Linked DNA regions of Mus musculus: region 1 is linked to region 2. A link is a contact called in public promoter capture Hi-C data. All regions are on one chromosome and are shown on one strand. Each heading gives the region's core, a stretch centred on a gene start, on an enhancer-like site or on the middle of the called end of the contact. The rest is flanking DNA. Distances are from core to core; before and after follow the strand shown. Region 1 holds the start of Zfp90 (zinc finger protein 90). Region 2 holds the start of Lrrc36 (leucine rich repeat containing 36).

The links. Promoter capture Hi-C pulls out the DNA fragments that hold promoters and counts their contacts.
Region 1: a promoter capture Hi-C map of liver shows a contact between it and region 2, with 2.1 times the contacts expected there. The contact joins the promoter of Zfp90 here to the promoter of Lrrc36 in region 2. A contact is called at or near these places in 2 of 39 promoter capture datasets (both in liver).

What each region holds. Positions count from the first base shown.
Region 1 is chr8:106,411,767-106,417,680 of GRCm38.p6, reverse strand. It overlaps Zfp90 (zinc finger protein 90), which reads right to left and starts at 2,354. Exons shown (of 4, transcript NM_011764.4): 1 at 1,911-2,354. The coding sequence starts at 1,943.
Region 2 is chr8:105,410,743-105,416,228 of GRCm38.p6, reverse strand. Lrrc36 (leucine rich repeat containing 36) reads right to left here and starts at 2,607. Exons shown (of 14, transcript NM_001170788.1): 1 at 2,519-2,607. The coding sequence starts at 2,588. It overlaps Kctd19 (potassium channel tetramerisation domain containing 19), which reads left to right and starts at 2,727. Exons shown (of 16, transcript NM_001301173.1): 1 at 2,727-2,775. The coding sequence starts at 2,773.

The DNA.
Region 1 (5,914 bases), core at 1,105-3,604, 1.0 Mb before region 2:
TAGAACATCATCATCATCATCATCACCACCATCACCATCATCATCACCTGTGTGGGTCTTTGCAAACAACACAACCAGGCAGCAACTTGCTGATCCACAAAAGGCAGAAGGCGGCAGTTCGGTTCCTGTCACATGGACTCCTTGCCTTATTAACTTGTCTCTCTTTTGCATCCTTTTGCTTTGCACATCCTCACCACAGTGCATGGCCTTCCCTCAGCTCTACAGAAAATACTCCTAGCCACTGTTCTAGACCTCGATCAATGTTCTTTCCCAAGGGTGACTTCTCTAGTTCTCCCCAGGCTGTGTGCAGTTCATGAAGGGATGTAAACCCAGGGTTCCCTGCACTCTAGGCAGCGACTCTACTGACTGCCCTACATTTTTGGACCCTATAAACTGACCTTAAAAGACACTGTTAGTATTTTTAACTAGATTGAACTTGATTATATGATATACATAGCAACTGACTGTGCTACATTTTTGGACTCTATAAACTGACCTTAAAAGATACTGTTAGTATTTTTATCTAGATTGAACTTGATTATATGATACCTGTAGCAACTACAACTTGTAGCTTACTGTTAAAAGTATTTTGTTATATTATGGGTCTCTCTGTGGGTATTGTGCAAACCCTTTTTCCCCTCACGAAAATAGCCTTATAAAGGCCCATATTATATTCCCCAAGCCTTCCCCTTTGCAACAATTAGCCAATCGTGTCAGATTATAGGATCAAGCTTCAATTAACGGGATGAGTTTCAGTCACCACCTCTGTGAGGGAGAAAAGACGGAAGTCACCCTGGCAAACTGTGGTTTTTAGCTCAGTTTTGGTTCAGTTGGACCATTTTTACAAGAGTTCAGAGCCCTGCTAGGCTTCTTTCAACTCTGTGCGATCCTTTCTTCCTCAATGCCTTGAGCTGAGATTTTTTTCCCCCGTTTCTAACAATTTTGTTCCTGTGAGAGCAGGTATCCAAGAAGCCAGAGCCATCAGGTCCCCTTTAACCTGTATTACAAGGTGGATGTGTACTTCCTGCCGTGAGTACTAGGAACGAAACTAATTCTGCAAGAGCAGCGTGTAAAAGCTTACAGTGTGTGCTCTTAACTGGAGCGCCATCTCTCCAGCCCATCCTTATCATTTTCCAGGAGGTGCTGGGAATTGAACCTAGGACCTCACACATACTAGGCAAGTGATCTACCACTGAGCTATAGTCCTAGTTCTTACCTTCAACTCCAAAGAGAGTTCAGATTATGTTCTCATCAAAGTAAAACGGACAGCCTCAGAGCTTATGTCCAGAAAATGCCCCTTTTGCTACAACTAAAAAGTGGGTTGATAAATCTGTCTCTTACTAATTAACCTGAAGCCGGGGCTATGGAGGGTGCGCACTATTATACATTTGTTAATGGGGAAAGAAAGAAAGGAAAATAAAACGAGTGGGGCGGGGGGGGGGGCAAGAAAAGCTGGAGCTTGTCTGACCAGGTTTGGCTGTAATGGTGGTCTCCGACTCAGCGCCCAACCTTCACCGGCCTCTTATTCTAATAGGTCTCTTCTGCCCCCCTACTATCTCTTTATGGCCTTTGGATGGGAAGCAGGGGGCTTTTCTATTTTGTCCCTCTATCCTCCATTCCTCACTGAAGAGTTCTAAGAAGTGCACACTGCAATAAAGTCTCAGTGCTGACACCCCCAGAACACTTCCTCTCACAAGATCGCACTTCCCTAGTCTCCTCTTTAACTCCATCCTTTCAGAAATCCTGCTCTGCCCAGGGCTGGGCACTTTGGGAGGGGTTTTCTCCAGAGGAGGAGACTCAAAGCGATCCAAACTAAGACTCTCTATACCTATACCAATAACTGTTCCATACAGACTCCGGGGGCCTCTCAGGGTGGGATGCTCCGGGCGGTGGGGGAAGGCTCGGCTCACCTGGGGCTTGGCCGTCGGAGGTCTCGGGGCCATTCCTGCCTCAGTGTGTGCTGGCTATGGTCCAGGGCTGAGGAGAGAGGACAGGATCCACTCACCGGGCTACCCCGAGGCCCCACCCCTTCAGCTCTGCAGCCACTTCGGCCGAAACGTGGGGAGGAGCCCCGCCTTCTCCTGCTGCTCTTCCCAAGGCCAAATGAAAGGCCCCACAGCTTCGGGACAGTTCCTCCGGCCACGCCCAGTCCGTCCGCAGGATGGTCGGCGAGGCCCGGAGGACAGCCTCCTACCCACTGCACTCGGAATCTGCCTCCGGGGCTTCGGAATCCGCGACCTCAGGTCCGCCCCTCTAGCGCCCGCTGCAGTTTCTTGTTCCCGGCAGTACTGCTCTGCAACAACAGGGTCGGACAATGGCCACAGCGGCGGGCGCAGAGCCACGAGTGCGACTGCGCACAATGATCCTCGCGCCTGCCCATCCACGGGTGCAGAAACTACGATTCCCAGCTATCCTCGCGTGCCCGCCCTGCAGAGGTCCTGCCTCCTAGTGGGGGGCTGCAGTAAGAGCACAAGAAGGCGGGCAGGTTAGGTTCAAAGTTTTTCTTTGGTATGTGTGTTTTCTGGAGCTGCTGGAAAGGTTCAAAGTTTTTGTCGTGTGTGTGTGTGTGTGTGTGTGTGTGTGTGTGTGTGTGTGTGTGTGTGTGTTGGAGCTTCTAGAAATTCTCACCGCTCCTTCTTTTCTTTTCTCCTTCTCCTCCACCTCCCATCCCGTTCCCTTTCCCTCCCCCCTCCCTCTTTCTCCCTCTGTGTAGCTCAGGATGTCCAGAAACTCACTCTGTAGACTCAATTCTCAATTCTCTTAGCACACAAGTGGCTAAGGATCGGGAGTTCAAGGTTATCCTAAACTGTGGTTCAAGACCAGCCTGGGCTACAAGAGACCTGGTCTTACAAGCCAAAATAAATAAACAATGCATGCACGAATGACTAAAGTGTATAATTCAATAGACTTTAGTACATAAAAAGAGTTGCACAACCATCGTTGTAGTCTCCTCTTTGAACATTTTAATTAGCCACAAAAGAAAAAAAATCATGTACATTAATAACCGTCCCCTCGTCCTAACCCACCTCCTCTCGATCCCGGGCAACCACTGACCTGTGCTGTCTTTGTGACAAATCTGTCTCTTCTGGGTATCTCATAAGATCAGGCAATATGAAGTTTTATGATTGGCTTCTTTCAGTTATTACAGTGGTTCTGAGTTCATTCACATCACAGGAGTCTCTATCCCATTCTTTTTTAATGCTGAATGAAAGATCTGATTGCCCGAGTGTACCACATTCATTCATCAGTTGGTAGCGTCTGCGTTGTTCACACTGTGAGATTTTATGCTTTTATCTTCAAAGCAACATTACAGAGGATATGTGTGTACACACGTTTATGGGGGTGCAGTTTCATTGATCTGGGGTAGATACAGAGAAGTTGAATTATAGAGATTTGGTAGCACCATGTTTAGCATTTGAAGGAACTGTGAATGTTTTCTAAAGAGGCTGTATCACTTCCATCTTTTTTTTTTTTAAACTAACAGCATATAGATTTCAACATTCCTACCCACACCTGTTACTATTTGTCTTTTTATCACAGTGTTCTGTGGATTTTTGCTGGGATGCGGGGGCGGAGAAAGTATAAATAACAACAAACCCCTTGGAAACTCTGCAAATACTTTCCACACTAGACAACAGTAGCAGACAGATACGCACAAAACAGAAGTTTAAGAGACCCTAGAAGGATTCCTAAGGCAGAACTTTCAGTAAGAAGCACAAAACACAGGCTAGGGTAAGGCTCGGCACCAGGCACTACAGCTCGTTCCCCAGCGCTGGCAGCCACACAGCTCACAGATGGGGGCCAGAGTATCTCCTAGGGACCCCAACACAAACAAACGTATGTATGTATGTATGTATGTATGTATGTATGTATGTATGTATGTAAAACGTATTTGCCCATACCTTTTATTCTTGCAGGGGGAGTGGTGGTGGGTGCAGAGACAGAACGATCTCTGTGACTGTGTCAGTGTGTGTGTGTGTCTGTGTGTGTTGGGGAGAGGGAAGTTGGACAACACTTGGGAGCTGGTTGTCTTTTTCCACCTTTCGACGTTTGAATTCAAGCCTTCAGGTTTTCTCTGCAAGTGCATTTACCCGTCCAGCCGTCTCTCTGGCCCTATGACGTTATTTGTACGCATTGTCTACAAGATTGGGGGGTGGGGGGCTTCAGTTTGTTCAAAGACCATTGTTTATAAAGCCTGAAGTTGCCATTGGAGAGGGACCAACTAGACCCTTCAGTAGGCAAGGAGCCGCATTCACAGCAGTAAGGCATGCAATGGAAAACCCAAGCTCAGAAGAATTTATTGACTCTCTAAATTGTCCCGCACAAGGGCTGGGGCTTGCCAGAGGTCGAGGTGTAATTAGTTCCGGTTTGCGGTTGGCTGTTCAGGTGGTTGTTTCGTGCAGGCAGTGAGAGCAGGGATAAGCTTGTGAGTAGCGACTCCCTGGATCAACAGGCACAGCGCATGATGCTCTTTTCTCATGGTCCAGGAGTGGACCTGCAAAGCCGGGACCCTTAGGATGCTCTTAGCCACGGGGTCCTCCAAGGGTAAGTGTGGCTCTCTGCCCTGGTCCCTGGGTAGCGGTTATTGTTTGGTGCCAAACACAAGAATTAAGAAGCTGATCAAGGAGTGTTTGTGTCCTCAGCAAGTTCAGAACTGTACATTCACAGAACTACCAGACGTCTAGCCTCTTAGAGCTGTCTCTCTGACAACGGCCTCCACATATGCTTCAGATTCCTGGGTTTTGAGATGGAAAAGACAGAACGTGCTGGGACACGGAGGAAGAGCCCCAGGTATCCGAGTAGTGCCCTCCCCCACTCCCACCTGGTGCCCTGGTGGGCAAGAGGCCACCCTTTTTTGCCTAAGAGGTGGATACTGGACTCAGTGTGACCTTGTTCAAGCTTGGGGGAGCCAAAGAAACCGGTTAATAACGCCAGATGCCTTACTCCGCACCCGCTGTAGGATAACAGGCAGGACCATTTGGCCCTCTCTTGCACACTGGATCAGCAGTGGGCTCAGCCTTCCAGCTGAGATAGCCTTTGTAACACAGGAGCATCCAACAAAATTAGTGAGAGGCGATGGATGGGCCCTTATTGAAAGTACCTGGGCTCAGTTACGAAAACCTGTGAACAGGGAACCTCAGTTCCTGACTGTTTTCCTGCCCTCACCAAGACACCAAATCAAGAGAATACTTCCTGAACGCTGCTTTGGGTCAGCATAACTTTAGCTTTCGTCGTCTGAGGCTGAATTGAGTTCACTCTAGGTTGCTGGGGTGCAAGGAAGCAAGTCCTCCCCACTCTTTCACTTCCTCCCCGTGGTTCAAACTAGCTTGAACTCATAATAACTCAGGCTGTGCTCAGGCGATACTGCTGCTTCAGCTTTGAGAGTGCCGGGATTACAGGAGCCACCACACCTTGCTCCAGTAAAACCAAACACCTCCTGTGCCTGGACCCTAAGGCGTTCTTCAGACCGCTGGCATCGATCGCCATCTGCTGGTCACTGTGGCACATTACTGTTCTAAAAATCTAACATACCGGGTACTTTGGCAAATTTATTCCTGCCAGAACCAGGCCTTGCGTTTTACATACATTATCTTAACTTGAATTTAAGAACCAATAGAATTGATTGGGGTTATAGTTCAGTGGTAGAACCCTCGCCGCACATGCATTATATCCTAGGTTCCATCCCTGTTTGTTTTTTTTGGGTGTGTGTGTGTGTGGATAAGATAGATATTCTAATCTGCATTGCACATGTAAGAAAATAGCTTCGGAGAATATAAGCAGTATATAAGAAACTTACCAAACCACTGAATGTCACATGTGGGATTCAAATGATCTTCTCCCTGTGCTGTAAACTCTTCCTTGTGACAGGTGAGTCTCTGGCCTGACTTCCTGCCTCCCCTTAGTAGATTTTCCC
Region 2 (5,486 bases), core at 1,358-3,857:
TAAGCCTCATATGACTACTAATTCACAGGTAACACAGAAAACAAGGAAAAGAAAACATTTTAGGGATAGAGCGAGTAAAATCCAGATTGTGTAATGAACGCTTCAAAACAAATGGTGCAATTTTCCTCCAATATGATGAAAATTCAAGGGGAAAGTAGGGAATATTTAAATCAAACAAGCTGGCATATGCACTTTATAGAGATTTTTTTTTTAATGTCTCAATCGGAGGCATGACACTATTGTATGAATATTTGTCCCACCAGACAAAAGAACTGGTAAAACTGAGCAAACCTAAATCCTGGAAAATCTCAGAACTGAGGACAGCAGGCATGGGGCCAGCTCCCTGCCAAACTACCTGATCTGGACCTACCACTACACCCAACTAAGAGGACCATGACAATCAGCTACATGGCATAAAAACCTGCTATGCTAATGAGGTGTCTAGATAGGCCCTCCTTCTCTAAGTTGTCAGTGGGCCACAATATTGACAGCACTTATGGACAAAGAGCCAGTCTACAGACTTCTTGTCTAATCTCTTGTATATTTATTAAAGATTTAAAATTTTTATCTGCCTGAGCAGATAAAAGGTGATGCACACCTTTGAGCACTTGGGAGCCTAAAACAGGCAAATCCCAGTGAGTTTGGGTCAACCTAATCTAAATAGTGAGACCCTATCTCAAATAAACCAAAATAAAATATATTTAACTGCCTTATATTGTTCTAACTGGAGAATGTAAGGGGTATATGCCCTCTTCCTCAAATATCATTACTTTTATTTTATTTTTTAAAGCTATATCTCCAGTTTGTGGATTCAGGTCCCTGTACCTCAGCCTCCCTAGTAGCTGGGATTACTGGCATTCACCGCTACAGCCAGTTTTGAACCTCTCTATCCTCAATATCAAGGTGAATCATTTCTATAAAATTATTTTAATAGGCTGGGTGCTGGTGACACATGCCTTTAGTCCCAGCACTTGGGAGGCATAAGCAGGAGAATCTCTGAGTTCAAGATCAGCCTGCCTGGTCTACAGAGCAAGTTCCAGGAGAGCCGGGAGAAACCCCAACCTGAAAAACCAATTAATTAATTAACTAACTAATTAATTAATTAAAAATATTTTAATGGAAGGGAAGACACAGATGTGTACCAAGCCAAGGATGTTTATTTTATCTGACTTGTAAAATAGAATTCACAGTAGTTTTAAAAAGAAAATTTACAGGCTGGGCAGTGGTGGCACGTGCCTGTAATTCCAGCACTTGGGAGGCAGAAGCAGGTGGATTTCTGAGTTCAAGGCCAGCCTGGTATATAGAGGACAGCAAGGACTGCACAGAGAAACCCTGTCTCGAAAAACAAAACAAAACAAAACAAAACAAAAAGAAAAGAAAAAGAGAAAAGAAAAAGAAAATTTACGCTGGGCTGAGGATGTTGTCCAGTTGGTAGAATGCTTGCCTAGCATGCACTGAGCCCTAGATTTGGTTCCTCAGAACTGCATACAACTGGGCATAGTGTCAAGTTTGAGGCCAGCCTGAGCCACATGATGAGACCTTGTATGTGTGTACATAAATATACATTCATCAAACTATTATCTTTGATTACAGAAAAAAAGATTAATACCTGTTCGACTTCTCGGTATTTGTTATGGTTTTAGCACAGACTTTGGAATCAGTCCTGGATTAATTAACCCTGTCTGTACCATCCGCTGTGACTCCGGGCAAGAGTCTAAGCTAATTTTATTGATTTGTAAAATGGGAACCATGACAGCATAAGACATTAAATGCAGGTAAGGCACTTAACCCAACGAGTGGCGATAACGACATCACTAACTTCCTAGGGAGCTAAGAGTTTTATTAGGAATACTGAAGGCTTTCCCAGCGCTCTTCTTCCTTAGACACTTAGAAAGCAAGCTTGTCAGCCCTGTCAGAGGTTAGCTCTCTCAGGAGGAAGGCAGGGCACAGCACTGGGCTCAAGACCGATGGATCGCTTAGTAGTTCCCACACAGCCTCTTGGAGCTTTTAAAAGATTGATCAAAGAAAGGCTTTGGTCTGGAAGTTCTTCACAGAGGATAACGGAATAGGGTGTCCTTTCCCAATGCACCCAACTTGAAAAGTCCTCCTAGGCGGGAAGTTTAAGAAACTGCCCAAGTTAACCTCCCTTGTTAATCTCAACAGCGCGCACCACCACAGTCGCCCATCTCAACTCTTCCCTCTCTCACCAACATCCATGTCCTCCTACTAGTGGAGACTTCTTTCTTTCTGTCAAATAATGTCCCTTGCCACACAGGGGTCCTTTCCTCCTCTCCTTCAATGCCTCACCCTCTGCCTTAGACTCTCCTATTACTTCAGCCTCTGCACCTCAGTGTCACCCTTTCTGCCTCGATTGCCTCTTTCTTCTTCGCCTTAGGAACCGCGCTCCTCTGCAGTTCCTTCTTTACCTCTGCCTGGGGCTCCCAAGACTACATACACACACCATACTTTCCTCACAGCCTCTGAGCCACGCTCCAGATCCACACCCTCCCGGCCCTACCCGGCTGCTCCAGGGTCAGCGCCCCCAGGCGGCGGAGGCACTCCTCGTCCAGATCCCACTGCTCCGCCATTCGCGCCCGCCGCTCACCTGCCGCGGCTCGCGAGACCGCCCCCTGCTCGCCAGGCCCCGCCCCGCGTGCCAGGCCCCGCCCCCGACTCGGGCCCCGCCCCTCCCACTGGCCGCGGGCCTTGGTTCTCTAGGGACCGTTAGAGGGACCGGTCACGAGTCTGTCGTCTGCCACGGAATTTAGGACTATGGTATGGAGCCCGTCCCTGAGAAGGGCGTCAAAACCACTAAGGTGGAGATTTGGGGGGAGCTGGTGCCCGAGATGAGAACCTCGGGATTAGGGATCTGACTTTGGGGTATGAGGATCCGAAGGAGCCCCCAGTTTAGAAGAATCTGGGGAGGGCTTGTCTGAGAAGTGGAGAGACCATGCCATGCTGCCTTGTGAGATGAACTGTTCCACACCGCTGAGGATTTGAGGGGGCTCCAAGTTTGTGGGGTGAAGAAGGTGTAGCTCTTTGACGGATGGAAGCCTTTGTACCTTAAAGCCCATGTTTATTCTAGAGCAAGATGAGGATGACATTTAAAGGGGAAATCCAGATCTGACAGTTGGGGGGGGGGCGGGGCAGATTTTGGAGGCACGATGGGAACTCCTGATCTGAAAAGGTCAGAGAATCCTGGCTCGGGGCATTGAGTCCTGTCTTTTGGGCACTGAATTTCTATCACTATAATGTTCTATGGAAGAAGGTTGTGTGTTAATGAGATGCTCTTTGGGATGGAGTCATGATGGATGACCCTCAACTACTACAGGTTTCCCAAGCTGTTGATGGCTGGAGGCTCTCCCCAGACTGAAATAGTTGTGCACTAATAAGTTCCTGAACAATCTTTGGGGAAGAAAGCTCTGGCAATAACAGTTACATTCCTAACTTTTACCAGTAAGCATCCCTTGAGAGTCCTCCCATGGGTGATATATGTGGAAGCAAATTCTTCCTGTTTTTTAATAAGTGGAGCTCAGCCTCCAAATCTCCTTACCTTTCTTTTCAACCAGCTATGTACCTTTAAAGAAATCAGATCAAAAATCAAATCCTTGTATATCTGTGCTTTTGGTATAGGTGGGACCGTTAGTTACCATGTTTATCATGCCCAGCCTACGTCACATTTAAAAGGCCCAGGACTCAATGACATTGGATTAGCTTTTCCAGTTCTGCTGCTGAGCCATTAATCCATTTCATAATCTGTTTCTTTCTCTTCTTGACCACCCAGTGTTCTTCTAGTCTTAAAGTGGCATGTCTAATAGCTCCTCTTGATTTCAGACATTTAGACAGGGCTTACTATAGAAGAAGTGTCCCTCTTGTTTGATACAAGGATCTATTTTCCTGACTCAGAATAAGAGATGTGGGTTTTGGATGGAAGAGGAGGCATTTCCTTTCTTGAACTTTAATAGTCTTGTTCCCACTGCCACCATTCTTAAGCAATTTTGAGTTCATTTTTTTAGTTAGCATACCAACTAGTGGGATTCACTGTGACATTTTCAAACACATACAGCCTTCTTCTTTGTTCTGATGAGCCACTGTTCCCTTAAGTAGTCCCATCCTCTGCTTTTATGCCCCTATAGTCCACTATTCTCTCTCGCTTCCCCTTCCTTTGGGGCTCTTCTTCCACTCTCATGGCCCCTCTCTCCTTTCATATCATATGTAGATCTGTGAAAATCTATATTCCACATATTAAGGAAACATGATTCTAGCTTACTTATCTCCAGTTCCATCCACTTTCTCACAAATGTCAGAATTTCATTCTTTACAGCTGCATAAAATTCCATTGTGTGTCTCTACCACATTAAAAAAAAAATCTATCTGTTGGTTCCATGTCTTGGCTATTGTGAATAATGCAGTAATAAACATGGATATGCAAATAAATCTATGGCATGCTGATTTAGAATTCTTTGTTTTCTTTTTTTTAAAGATTTATTTATTTATTATTATTATACATAAGTATACTGTATGCCTTCAGACACACCAGAAGAGGGTGTCAGATTTTGTTATGGGTGGTTGTGAGCCACCATGTGGTTGCTGGGATTTGAACTCAGGACTTTCGGAAGAGCAGTCGGTGTTCTTACCCGCTGAGCTATCTTGCCAGCCCCTGATTTAGAATTCTTTAGGAATATAGCGGCTAATCTTCATTGCCTACCTGACCAGAGTTGGAATTCCCTAAGAGGTGCTCTTCTAGCAATGCCTGTGAGAATATTTCCAGAGAAACTTAACCTAGGAAAGAAGGGTCATGCCGAATGCAGCAGCACCGTCTCATGGTCTATGGTTCCTGAGTGGAAAGGAGGGAAGGAGCTTCGGCATCCTCTGCTCTCTGCTTTCTGGTCTTCCCAGATGGAGGAGTCCTAGTCTCATGCTTCTGCTCCCGTGGATTCTGTCACACTGTCTGTGTCATGTGGACTCTGTCACACTGTCTGTGTCATGTGGATTCTGTCACACTGTCTGTGTCATGTGGATTCTGTCACATGTCTATGTCATGTGGATTCTGTCACACTGTCTGTGTCACGTGGATTCTGTCACATGTCTGTGTCATGTGGATTCTGTCACATGTCTGTGTCATGTGGATTCTGTCACATGTCTGTGTCATGTGGATTCTGTCACATGTCTGTGTCATGTGGATTCTGTCACACTGTCTGTGTCATGTGGATTCTGTCACATGTCTGTGTCATGTGGATTCTGTCACACTGTCTGTGTCATGTGGATTCTGTCACACTGTCTGTGTCATGTGGATTCTGTCACACTGTCTGTGTCATGTGGATTCTGTCACACTGTGTCATGTGGATTCTGTCACACTGTCTGTGTCATGTGGACTCTGTCACACTGTCTGTGTCATGTGGACTCTGTCACACTGTCTATGTCATGTGGATTCTGTCACACTGTCTGTGTCATGTGGATTCTGTCACACTTTCTGTGTCATGCTG